2 separate regions of the Mus musculus genome follow, and region 1 is linked to region 2. A link is a contact called in public HiCAR-type data. All regions are on one chromosome and are shown on one strand. Each heading gives the region's core, a stretch centred on a gene start, on an enhancer-like site or on the middle of the called end of the contact. The rest is flanking DNA. Distances are from core to core; before and after follow the strand shown.

Region 1 (6,629 bases), core at 2,102-4,601, 490 kb after region 2:
GAGATGTGTCCTACCTTGGGTCTATCACCAGCACAAATTTCCCATTTAAACTCATATATGAGCTTAACTCTAATCTTTTTTCCTTCTTCAAAAGATATTATGATTGTAAAAGCTATAGCTGATTGTAAAGTGACAGGTGAAAGGCCAATGGCAGGTCTCTCACTGATAACCTCAGGCAGAAACAAAGATGGCTGAAGACTGTTTATGTATGGGAGAACTTTCCCCATAACTGGTCTGTCTCCCCACCACCACCACTAGCACTCAGCAACCTAGCTCTGCGTGTCGAGCATCACTCTATTTAGCTGAGAGGATTCTTGACTGGATCAGAAACTCTAGTCCAACAGAAGTGTAGACTGTTAAGTAAGAGCAAAAGAGCCCACAGTTCCAGGACAGCAAAATAACTACCGTTGACCATGAGTTGAGTAGTCCAAGACTGATCTTAGAAAGGACTGTCAGTGTTCCCCACACAAAGAAATAATCAATCTCTGTGTTGATAGACATGCTCACTCCCCTCCCCTGATCACCGAGCACTTTACACGAACTGCAGAGCACACCCTACCCCACCGTGTGCATAGATAGCCATTAGAAATAGAAATACTGGGACTGGAGAGACGGCCCCATCGTGAAAAGCACTGGCTGCCCTTGCAGGGGATCCACCTTCGGTTCCCTTTGGAACTCAGAGTAGAGGTGTATTTGAGTAGATGCACTTTTTGAAGGATCACGTCCTGGCTGCTCTGTAGACCGCAGGAGGCAGGAAGAGAACGAGAGGGTCCAATTGAGCAGGAATGAACACCCAAGAGAAGGATTCAGGCCTGGCTAGTGGGAATAAAGTAGGCGGATTCTATGCACATTTTAAATTTTATTTTTATTACTTTTTATTTTGTTATTTTAATTTTTTACTAGCAGGATTTGTTGACATACTAAGTGTGTGATATTAAGTTTTGAGAGAAAGAAGGTAAGGGAAATTTCAAGGAGTTTGACCTGAGTGTGTGGGTAAATATTAAAGCATCATTGAGGGTTAGCGATAACGTGTTAGGGATCAGTAATGGTCTGCCAAATTTCTTTCTCCCCACCTCCCTGTCACACAAACACACACCACATCAAGCTTCACGAGCAACCTGCAAAAATCAGTATTACACTTTAGACCCCAGGTTAAGCCATCCTTTCAACTTCATAAGAGTTGCCTCTACAGGTTTCTACACATTTTATTGTTTCCCAGGGTTGGCACCACTAAATAGTCTCTGCGGTAAACCATGGGTAGAGCCCCAATGACTCCTTGTAGATCCTTCTAGAAAGATACCACACAAAACTGGATTTCTATACCTGATCACAGACATCACTTAGCTGGGTGTGGTGGAATTCCCGTACTCAGAGAACTGGGCAGAAGGATTGTGGGTCAAGGTTTACTCAGGCTACATAGAAAGATGCTGTTTCAATTTTTAAAAGAGATAGTGGCTGTAATATGCAGCATTTTTTTCTATCAGTGCTGAAAAGACAAAATAGCTGTGTGAAGTATGCGTAATGCTTCTTATGCTTATCCATGAATTACTCAGACATAATTACACACATACAAGGGGAAAGATAAATAAAAACTGGAGTATTCTGAAAACATTATCTTTTACTAGGTTATTGCCTGTATAATTCATTGCCAGAAAGCTTTTACTTGTGTAATTAAATAAAGTTAAGACATTATGCCCCTAGTTAGTATTAAGTTCATCAATATTATTTTTAAAAATAGGAAGATTTTTTAAAATTAGAAAAAAAAATGGGAAATAGGCTTGTAATTAAGAACAGAAAATAAGTGGTCTCTGCCTCTGCCCCATTACCAAGTTAGACTTACGTTCAACACGTGTTGTGAATTAAAAAAAAAAATGTTTAGATCAGAGTCAGTCGTGTTGTTTGTGAATAAGTCATGCATAACTGTAATTGTAAGAATGCCTAATTGTAAGAATACTCTACCACATCTATATGTTCCCACTGTGACATCATTTCAAACCCGAACCAGCTGTGTAACAAAGTTCTTCCAAATGTAGAAGCTCGAACAACTAATGTTTATTACCTCACAGTTTTTATGAGTCCCAAGCCCAGGAGAAGCTTACCTAAGGACCTGGCTGAAGGGACTTCCTGAGGTTGTAGTGAGAACTGTCAGCAGAGACTGAGCTCACCTAAAAGACAGCTTATTAGACCATGGCTCAAAGCCCAGTACGAGTTGTATAACCTCCTATTTAGGGGCATGGAAACTTTGGCAGTAGTAAACGGTTTCTGGGCATGCAACACCAAAAATTAGCTCAGGATCAAATATGTAATGGGTGTAAGGCATTTCTGGTGTTGCTGTCCTGCGTTGTACCATACAACCTCACCCCAGCCTCGATCCTGAAGTCCTAACGTGTGTGTGCCTTGCACTGTGCATGCTGTCATGCCATGCAGTGCTAACAGATGGAGCACATGGGCTCAGAGTCAGGACTATCGGACGGTCTTAGGTACAGTGGCTACGGTACACACGCAGTTTTCTCCTCTCGTGGAAACATGATGGCGTAACTATGGGAATTATAGCTTCCTGCTATCGGTCCTCCAATCAAATTCGTCCATCTTCAGATTATGCTATAGTAGAATGGTGCCTTTTCTAAAACTGCTATGAATCTTGTTTAAAGTTTTGTTAATTTCAGCTAGGGATTAGAGCAGAATTTCATTTCCTCAAATGACCTGAAACAGACTTCTGACATTTTGTGCTATGCTTTTATGTAAAATAAAATTCTCAGTCATAGCAACTATAAAACCAAACTACTGATCAACTCTGAAAGACATTTAAGATGCTTTCATTTTGTATAATGTTGGACTTGTCTTTAGCTTATAAATATTTTTGGAAAGGATTTTCTTTTTTGCTTTGTTCTTTACATATTCTGCTATATCAAATATTCAGCCAAGGTTTAACTTTTTACATAAGAACAAATGAATTCTTCTGATTAGTAAACTTTCTTTTACCTTCAACAAATTACTCATATACCAAAGAACTGTTTTAATTGACTGATCATAGTAAATGTTGACATGTGCAGCTATTTTATATAACTATTAACCCAAAATTACATAAGAATTTTTCAGGCAAAAAGAGATCACAAATAGAAAAATATCTATGATGCCCTCACCTGATGAATGGAATAAGAATGAAATCTGTTTCCAAGCTTGCCTTCATGGTTGTTGGCTGGAAACCAGTTTACGATCACTGGGACCAACCTGTAGTTCTGTTCACAGAGTTGTACCTGGCACTTCCTGAGCTACTGATCCAAGAGAGGGGCAGAGTAAATGAGACCCTGGGCCACCTCATCACTTCTGCATTACTGTTTACACTAATGGACAGTGTTCCAGTGAGGCAGAACTACACAAACACCAGGTACTACACAGTGACCACCACTTGGCACTGTTTGGTGTTGCTTGCCCCACAAACCCAGTTTTATTGATTTCATAAACCCAGTTTTATTGATTTCCATGGTTTTCTGAGTAATCATTTCATAGTTATCAAGTGAACCAATAATGCAACATTTGTTTAAAAAAAACAAAAAGGTGTCTCACCACGGTGTGTCTGTATAAGGAAGACAGAAGAAAAACTCTTTTTGACAAGCAACTGACATCCACTTTGCATAATGTTGACTCTGTCCTAACAGATATTTTGGGAAAGGGTTTTCTTACTCGCTCTGCTTTGTTTCTGCCCGAACTCTATCTCCCTCTTATCTTAATGTTCTCAGAAGTAATTTAATGTAAGATACATAGTAGATGTCCTAAAATGCTTGTTGAATGAATAAACCTTTTAGATCTAATCCATTTCCTTCATTTTAATATTAGCCCACCATTTCTCAGCCTTTCAAAAATGCTGGTCACAACAGTCATACTCCCCCGATTGAAAACTGCCTGGTCATCATTGGCACATGGAAATATACAGGGCAAGAAAGAGCTGACTCATTGTGAGAGTGGCGTATACATCCACCCCACTGTATTACTGAGAGATGGTCCAAGGCCCCTTCTCCTCATCACCATTACTATTTCACCTAAAATTGAACTTGACCCTCTTTTTAATTAAAAAGAAAAGATTCTAAATCATTTGAAAAAGAAAGGAAAACTCTGGATGCTCTTCTAGCTTTGCTAATGTGTTAGAAACTATCTGGTAAACTTTTCTCTGACATTTCAACTGAGCATTGTCTGGCCTTAAGGAAATGCATTAGAAGCTGAGTGCATTTCAAAGTGGGCAAAGAAGAGGAATAGTTAGGAAGACACAAGATCAAAGGCATAAGCATGTAGACTCTCGTCCAAGAACTGCATTCTCTAAAAGACTGACAGACACACACAGAGAGAGAAAGAGAGAGAGAGAGAGAGCATGGCTTTTTGAATTACTTGTATACACTATTTTATTAAATTTCTGAAACATGTTTTTGTATTTTAATTTTCTAAAATTAGATGCAACTTAAAATTAGTGTGTTTTATTACGCCTCTTCCCAACCTCTCCAAAAAAAAAAATCTCAAAATTAAAACATAGCTATAAAATCAATGTTGCATACTAAGATTTAAGATGCCAATAGGTATTTTTTTACAGCTGAAAGCTCTGAGCTGGTGTCTCATCACCATTAGCTCTCTGTTCCTATTTATCCAAGCACAAACCTTAGCGCCAGGAAGGACCGGATCAGCCCTACAGTCCCAGGACTGTTTCCTGGAGCTTCATCTACACTCTATTTCTGCATATGAAGAGCAAGCTAGGAGCAGATGCCCCTCCTGGGGACGTAGCAAGAGAGTGAGTCACAGAAGGCAGAGTTGGCTCACCTTGAACTTTGAAGTCCTAACTAGCTCATGCCCTAAGGAAGAACCTTTGCTGCACCCTAGTGGCGGTGCGTTCTGGGATCACACCTCGTACACTTAAGTTGGCTTTTGCTAATGATGCTTAAGGTTTTTGTAGAACAACTTCAAGAGTTCATTCCGTAAAGAATGCACAGAGAAGAATCAGTGTGTCAGCAGACCTTCTTAAACTTCATTTCTGGGACACACTGAAACTAACAGAAGTGATGAAACAAATGGATCTGACAGATATCTACAGAACATTTTATCCTAAAACAAAAGGATATACCTTCTTCTCAGCACCTCATGGTACCTTCTCCAAAATTGACCACATAATAGGTCACAAATCAGGCCTCAACAGATTCAAAAATATTGAAATTGTCCCATGTATCCTATCAGATCACCATGCACTAAGGCTGATCTTCAATAACAAAATAAATAACAGAAAGCCAACATTCACATGGAAACTGAACAACACTCTTCTCAATGATACCTTGGTCAAGGAAGGAATAAAGAAAGAAATTAAAGACTTTTTAGAGTTTAATGAAAATGAAGCCACAACGTACCCAAACCTTTGGGACACAATGAAAGCATTTCTAAGAGGGAAACTCATAGCTATGAGTGCCTTCAAGAAAAAACGGGAGAGAGCACATACTAGCAGCTTGACAACACATCTAAAAGCTCTAGAAAAAAAGGAAGCAAATTCACCCAAGAGGAGTAGACGGCAGGAAATAATCAAACTCAGGGGTGAAATCAACCAAGTGGAAACAAGAAGAACTATTCAAAGAATTAACCAAACGAGGAGTTGGTTCTTTGAGAAAATCAACAAGATAGATAAACCCTTAGCTAGACTCACTAAAGGGCACAGGGACAAAATCCTAATTAACAAAATCAGAAATGAAAAGGGAGACATAACAACAGATCCTGAAGAAATCCAAAACACCATCAGATCCTTCTACAAAAGGCTATACTCAACAAAACTGGAAAACCTGGACGAAATGGACAAATTTCTGGACAGATACCAGGTACCAAAGTTGAATCAGGATCAAGTTGACCTTCTAAACAGTCCCATATCCCCTAAAGAAATAGAAGCAGTTATTAATAGTCTCCCAGCCAAAAAAAGCCCAGGACCAGATGGGTTTAGTGCAGAGTTCTATCAGACCTTCAAAGAAGATCTAACTCCAGTTCTGCACAAACTTTTTCACAAGATAGAAGTAGAAGGTACTCTACCCAACTCATTTTATGAAGCCACTATTACTCTGATACCTAAACCACAGAAAGATCCAACAAAGATAGAGAACTTCAGACCAATTTCTCTTATGAACATCGATGCAAAAATTCTTAATAAAATTCTCGCTAACCGAATCCAAGAACACATTAAAGCAATCATCCATCCTGACCAAGTAGGTTTTATTCCAGGGATGCAGGGATGGTTTAATATACGAAAATCCATCAATGTAATCCATTATATAAACAAACTCAAAGACAAAAACCACATGATCATCTCGTTAGATGCAGAAAAAGCATTTGACAAGATCCAACACCCATTCATGATAAAAGTTCTGGAAAGATCAGGAATTCAAGGCCAATACCTAAACATGATAAAAGCAATCTACAGCAAACCAGTAGCCAACATCAAAGTAAATGGAGAGAAGCTGGAAGCAATCCCACTAAAATCAGGGACTAGACAAGGCTGCCCACTTTCTCCCTACCTTTTCAACATAGTACTTGAAGTATTAGCCAGAGCAATTCGACAACAAAAGGAGATCAAGGGGATACAAATTGGAAAAGAGGAAGTCAAAATATCACTT
Region 2 (7,249 bases), core at 4,622-7,121:
CACAAGATTATTTTTAAATAAATAAAAAAAAAAAACACAATGGAAAGCCAAGAAAACACAAGAAACTAAAATACAACATAAGAAAAGGATAACTCCAGATAGAGCTTTTTGCCTACACTGGCACATTTACATAAATGCTCTATTATCATTATAAAAAGGGCAGAATAAATCATATGATGATATTCTGTTTACTAAAGGATGCTAAATTAATAATACACCACGTGGATTTAACAAGTAGTTTGATGCTATCTCACTTATTAATCTTCGACAGATGTTGAGAAAGCTGAAAGACATGATCAATCAAAAAAAAAAAAAAAAAAAAAAACACAGGCCACATGTAAAATAAGTTCCTAGTGTGGAACCTGTGCCTCCCACATAGGTGATGAAGACCCTAAGACTTGAGTTATAGCCCCCACCCTTAAAAAAGAACAACAACAAAAATATCTTAAAAGCAGTTTAGGCATCAAAATGAATTCCTAATCTACTATCAATTGTTTTATTTTGCAATTCAAAGGGGGAAGAAATATGAATGGTTCTACCTATTCATAAAAACATGAATGACCAGAAATATCACAATGGCCGTTGTTCTTACAAACCATGCATGTCCAACTTAAAATGTTCACCTGGTATGACATTCAGCTGTCAAGAGGAAGCAATTCAAAGGCCATTATACAGCTGATAAGCCAGGTGGACGGAGCCATCCAGACTTTGCCCTGCCGAACCCTCTCTGGGTGACAGTTAAACAGGTCTTCGTAGACGATGTACTGCGTACAGAAGCGCTGATCCGACTCAGGCTTGGCATGGTATGCAACCGTGTTGATGGTCTGAGTCACATCACTGTCTGGCTTGGGCTTGCGACTCAGGACTTTGCCTCCTGCTGCAGCAATGAGCTTAAGGAGGTCATCCCTTGGATGATGCTTGAAGTTTCCCCCCAAAAAGAAGTAGCATCCATCAAACAGCTTTGGCAACTGAAATAACAAGAAAGTAACTGTTAAAAGAAGATCAAAATATTTTCAAACACTGTCTATGAATGAAGGACATAAGAACAATAGTCACGTGTCAGAAAGAGCCAATTAGAAACTGTCTTTGTCATTTCTACTATAGTTACATATATCAACAGAATAATGGAATATTGTCCATTAAAGCTGCAGTATGTGGCAATAAAGACATATGGTAACTAAATCCGAGCAGCAGCTGTAAGTCTTCTTTCAAGCTACTTCCTGTATCTGAGATTTACCTCAGATTCTGAAAGCTTTATGGGAATGTTCAAGATGCCAAAAATCCATTAACAGTATGAAATTATTACCTTCTGGATTTTACTGCGCACCGTGATCATCTTTCAGAATCAAGTGCTTGAAATAAGCACAATTAAAATTTTAATCAGTCACCTGAACTGGATGAGAGGGCAAAGTTTTCCCGATGATGATAATGACACGAAGCCCTAAGAACAAGCAAGTATGTAAAAGGAAAATACCAGCTGCTCTCTGTTGAGCCTGCTCCTCTGTGGACCTCCAGGAACTTCATACTTTTCTTCCTGCTCACGTACTTTGCTGTCCAGACAGGCTTTCACCCCTGACAAAAAATAAGGTAGAATCAAGTAAGTAGCACATGAGCATATGTGAAGTCTGTCTAATTAGTCTCTTCTTTATGGCTGGCCTAAATATTCTGAAATCTTCCAACCCCAATTATACTAAAAGAAACTATAATAAAGGGAGGGCTGGAGAGACAGCTCAGCAGGTGAACAGTATGCCTGTAAGCATAGGAAGGTGAGTTGGATCCCCAGTGGGTGTGGCAGCTTGTACCTGTGCTAGAGTTTGGAGAGCAAGCAGATCCCCCAGAGGTCAGTGGTCAGCTAGTCTAGCCAAAATGATAGCTTCTAGGAGAGAAACTATCTCAAACAAATACAGTGGAGGATGACAGAGGAAGAGACCCCAAGTCAGCCTCTGGCATCAATGCATGAACACACAAGTCACTGCACCTACACACATAGTGATATCACACACACACACACACACACACACACACACACACACACACACCACATCCCACATAGAAAAACAGAAAGAAAGTATGAGAAAGCTAGCTTTCTATACTTAAAATAAATGGAAGAAAGCCTTCCTTCCTATGTGAGATTTTAAGCAATTAGTATGCTCAGTCCAGTCTAAACTGAGCATTTAACAAATGTTGGCTCATTTTGGCAGTTACATGTATGGTTGGTCTTTAAAAGTCCAGTGATCCCACATGCCCATATGTACAAAGACACATGTGCATACACACATACACACACACACACACACACACACACACACACACACACGTGTCATGTGGCACTCAGATATCAAGATATAATTTGAGAAACAGTGTAGATAATTAGGCGATTTCTTTGTTTATAAACATCGCTGAGTACACTTTAAATTAAAATTCCTATGATGTCACTAAATTGACCTACTCTACAAATGTATGTTTCTAGTCCAGCATTGACCATAATGCCATTATGTGTTGTGTGATCCTGTGAACATGTGGACATTTGTTGCCTGTAAATGGTCTTAGTGAATCATCACTGACTTTTAGTTAAACCTCTATAGAGAGTATAAAAAAAAAAGTCCAGTGATCCAATGAGAGTGCTTTTGTCTACAGCACCACCCTCAGCCAACCACACAACAGGACCTTAGCAGGACCTGTGAAAATAAATACTGAGCAGAGCCCACGAGCTGCCTGGGAACTGACAGCACTCCTGTAGAGGAGTTGGCTTGATATTCCCTGGAGAAAGAATCCTTCTGATGGACTGCACCAGAGTGTTTATAGTTTAAGCTGAAAAGGAATGAGCTATTGCTGTCTAGTGAATAGGAAATCCCTAAGCAGGGACATCAGCAGTCACCCATCAATGCCTGGCTGTATTCTAGAAATAATACGCCCAATACTAATAACAGAGGAGAATAGGACCTAAGCAGCAACATCTTACCTGTGGAGGAGGAGAAGGGAGAGAAAGAGGAGAAGGAAGAGGAGGAGGAGGAGGAGGAGGAGGTAGAGGTGGTGGTGGTGGGGTGTGTGTGTGTGTGTGTGTGTGAGAGAGAGAGAGAGAGAGAGATACTGCTAGGTTTAATGCATACAACTAAGTTTGAGATACGAAGTCAAATGACTTATTGCTTTAGTAAAACTTCATAAACTCATAAGGTTAGCTTTGTTGCCTATGAAAGAAAAAAAGAATTAGGAACACCACCCATCTCACCATACCAGCCATTGTTTTTATGCATAAACGAGGTAACCTAGATCCATAGACAAATGCCACAGATCCTCTCCTGTCAACAGTTTCTAGCCTCAGCACCTCAGATTGCATACACAACATGACGTAACCACAGACATCAGGAATGTATAGACCTTAGATGGGGTGGGGGAGCCTTGGTAGAGAACAGGATATAAGTGCAATGTAGTGGGAATTGCAGTAACAGGGAGGAGTTCCCACGAGGAGGAGGGAGAGTGGTCAATGCAGATGGAGGAGTAGAGGTGGGGGACAAATAATGCCAAGACTGCTTGATAAAGCCTCAAGGAATATTATTTTATATTTACCTAAAATTATATATATATAAAATGCATACATGTGTGTGTGTACATATATACTTTTGTACGTGCATACATAAGGAGGTTAAGCCAGTTGGGCTGGTAATACTCCACCTGAAAAACCACAGACTAACCAAACCCCTAGTGCTAGACACCAGACTCCTTCTGAGGAATATCAGGGTAGTCCAAGTGACTTTCAAAGCAATATATCAATAGCCAAGCTGAATTTGACCTGAAAGTGTCTTTCCTTCAAAAAAGTTTCATGGTTCCAGAAAATACTATGCAAGTTGCCAAAAGATGTAGGCAATTAAACTACCCAGCTACAACACATATGAGCCTGACAACTACTAGCATGGCAACATATGCATAAAGATGTCAATCAACAGCTGTGCAGTTGGACTTAAGGCCCATTCATCAGGAGGGAAACTGTACCCAGAGGAAACCTAGCCAGCTTTCTGGGGCTAGTGAGGTCATGGGCCTGAACTTAATAATGAATCTTCTACCCCGGCTCTGCTCAGCCAGAGTGATTCCTTACCATATTCCAAATATGATCCTTACACCCACAGATAAGCTCAACAAGGCTTCTCTTTACAGCAAATGAGGACAGGACCGTCACAAAAATTCACAGCAGGTGATGATACAGAGATCAAGATATTGTGGTGAGCCCATGGCAACATCTACATCACAGCTTCTGCATCTTATGAGTCAGGGAAATCACAGAAGGGGTAGAGGACTCTAAGACCCAGGATCCCAGGAAGTATGTTGTCTCTTATAGACAGCGGGCAGGAGCCATAGTACTACAATGAACATGTGAATGTGGAAGAGGAAAAGTTGTGAGGTCTCACCCTAAACAAAGAATTACAGGCAACTATAGCCTACTGGGAGGAGAATCAGCATCTCCAGGGCATGAGCTTCCTAATGGGTTGATCAGCCTTGAAACCACACATACACAAACAACAAAAACCGACTTGGCAGGTTCTATTTATATCTCCTTGTGCATACAGATATTTATCTGTGTATTCAACAAATATAAAAGCAAATGAGATTATCAATTGAGAGTGGGAGACATTGAAGGGGTTTGGAGGAGGGTGCCTAAGAGGGGCTAAAGGAAGAAAAGGAAGAGGAAAACCGATATAATTATATTTTGAGTAAAGGCATTATAAATAAACTTGAAAATAAAGGGTCTATCACAAAACTGAAAAAAAATTGCAAAATGGATCTTATAATATACTATTTTCACTATAAAAACAAACTATCCAGACCATTTTCTATTTACCTTAGAGATTACTTCACTCAAAGATGTGAGTTTTACCACTGAGAAAACAACAGAAAAAGTATGAACAATTTAAAAACAAACACCAAACAAAAAACCACTGAATAATGTTTATCCAGAAGAAAACTTTATCTATACCAACATATACTGAGAATTAGAAAGATATGCTAGAAATATATGAACATTCTAATAGGGGCACTGCCAGTGATTAGATGCCACTGAAGGACAACACCTCAGTCTGCAACTCTGCAGAGGGCCATAAGAGGCTCACTTCTGAGCAGAACTGGCCCAGAACCAAGTATCAATCTGCCATCAGCACCACAACTGTCCCATGTTGTGATTAAAACAAACAGAATCTTGTGAGCATGAGAAGAGGAAAGCCGTATTGACAGGACAGAGGTGACATGTAAGACAATCCGTACTTTCCAAGAGTGAGTGACAGCCCACTTTGGCATGGCCTAGACTTCGAGGCACCCATCATTAAGGCTTCTTTTCTATTACCCCAAACTAGAAAGATGATAAAACATCCATGAGTTAACCTGAACACATGGAGGAAGGGACAGAAACTGAAGATCCTGACATCCTTAACAGAAAACAAACATGGTTTGAGCTCTGGTATGGCAAGCTCATTGATAAGTAAAGAAAGCAGGCGTTGCCCACTGCTCACAGCCTTCCTCCACAGGGCATCTGCAGCTGTACTGTAAACACCTACTATTTACAAAATGAATTACTCATGGCTCTGTAGAGAACACGTTTTTAAGTTTTGGTTGCAAAAACTAATCTTCAATTTTCATTAAATTTGGAAGGCTTTAACGGAGTGCTCAACTAAAGTGAATCTAACGCCACAGCTCTCTCTTCCTCTGTCAATAAACACTCCATTATAAAGCCACTTCAAAGGCCCATGTGAAATCTTCCTCATGTCCAAGGCATGAAGGATGGCAGTCCTATGGATGGATGGATAAGCTCCAGCCGAGGCACTCACAGGAGAGAGGGCAGGTCTCCTCCTACTCAGCAGTTTTTAGAGCCCAGGAGGACTTGCATTTCTATTAGAAAGACAATGGTGGGGCTCAGGTCAAGGGTGCAGTCAGACACAAGCACAGCCATGCCCTTGACACTCACCTTTCCCTCTTGGCCAGTCTAATTGCAAACCTTCAGAAGAACAGGTTATATCTGGTTGACAGAGGTAATTTAAGAAAAAACATTTCCATTACATTTCACATTTAGTTTAGATATACTAAAAGCAAAAGTAATTGGACTTTTTTAGTAAAAATATTTGAATGCATACTTATTTCTAAAACACAATTCTAGACCAATTTACCTTCATTTTTAAAAAATTGCTGCTGATACATTCTAGAAGTATTAGTGGTTTTGCTATGGTAGAGAAGTAAGATGCAAAATTTGTAGTATGGCAGGAAATTATGCACAGCTAGAGTTTTAATTCTTTCATCCAATAAAATATTAAATATTGAGAAGAAAACTAGAATATCATTAAGGAAATATAAAAAAGCTGAAGTGTTTATTGTTATTTCCTTGGGTACAGATGAATTGACGAAGAGAAGCGTACTGTTTTACTCCTAACACCTGTAAATCTTTCTCAAAACATCTCTCTCATTCGTTTTCATTAGTGAAAAGCCATCTCACTAACATTATTTTATGAAATCTATGGATGTTGTGTAATCTAATAATTCATCCCAGGAGCAGGGTGCACTGTTATAATCCAAATGCATAAACATTGTCTAACACTCTGAAAACATTAATTTCCCACTATTTAAATAATAAAATACTAATGAGCACGGGGCCTAACCAAAGAACTTTAAAAGGAATGTATTTCTTACGGATATAAACTATGTACTAATGGTTTCTGATGAAATTACAGGGGAAAAAGACAAAACACTTCCAAGTACAATGCACTGCACTGTTTTCCTTTTAGATAGCATTTTTAACTGTTTTAGTCGTTCTTACTTACTTTGTGGGTGTGGGTGTGGGCGTGAATGCACACGCATGTGAAGTCAGAGACAACTCGCTCGCAGGAGCTGCTTCTCTCCTACCACAGGGGCCCAGGGACCAAACTCAGATCATTAGACTGATAGCTGCTCCGCCAATCCTGGAGTGCTGTTTCTCTAGTTCTAATGCCCAACGATACTGCCACTGCTCCAAGGAAAGCCCTGACAATCTTAGGGACTGCGGCTACTATGCATGTTTTATTGTGTGTACAGTAGTGGTTTGGTAGACACTCCTTACCTGCAGCAGTCCTGGTCTAGAAAGAAGCTGCAAACACTGAATACGGTGACTGGAAATGCTCTGCTGTGCTCCTGGACATTTTTGTAAACTGATGAAGACTTCCTGTTCTGGGTGTTTAAAAATCACCATAGTTCTTGCACAGTAGCATTCATTAGCATTGGAGCTACATTAAACTTT

What was found. HiCAR-type assays count read pairs that join an accessible place to other places.
Region 1: a contact with region 2 is called in a HiCAR-type map of embryonic stem cells, with 9 times the contacts expected there. The contact joins two enhancer-like sites. A contact is called at or near these places in 1 of 15 datasets of contacts at CTCF or cohesin (the NIH/3T3 cell line), 6 of 484 Hi-C or Micro-C datasets (the G1E-ER4 cell line, cortical neurons, embryonic stem cells and 2 more), 3 of 115 datasets of contacts at active chromatin or transcription factors (all in embryonic stem cells) and 1 of 9 other capture datasets (embryonic stem cells).

What each region holds. Positions count from the first base shown.
Region 1 is chr1:71,527,035-71,533,663 of GRCm38.p6, forward strand. No RefSeq gene overlaps it. Among named protein-coding and RNA genes, the nearest start is that of Atic, 27 kb to the right of the region's middle. Within about 2 kb of position 3,352, at least 13 of the 459 cell types and tissues checked have an H3K27ac peak or open chromatin away from gene starts, as enhancers often do. A contact at or near this core is called in embryonic stem cells, where this site is marked.
Region 2 is chr1:71,029,885-71,037,133 of GRCm38.p6, forward strand. It overlaps Bard1 (BRCA1 associated RING domain 1), which reads right to left. Exons shown (of 11, transcript NM_007525.3): 10 at 1,475-1,572; 11 at 1-968. The coding sequence ends at 636. Among named protein-coding and RNA genes, the nearest start is that of Bard1, 69 kb to the right of the region's middle. Within about 2 kb of position 5,872, at least 6 of the 459 cell types and tissues checked have an H3K27ac peak or open chromatin away from gene starts, as enhancers often do. A contact at or near this core is called in embryonic stem cells, where this site is marked.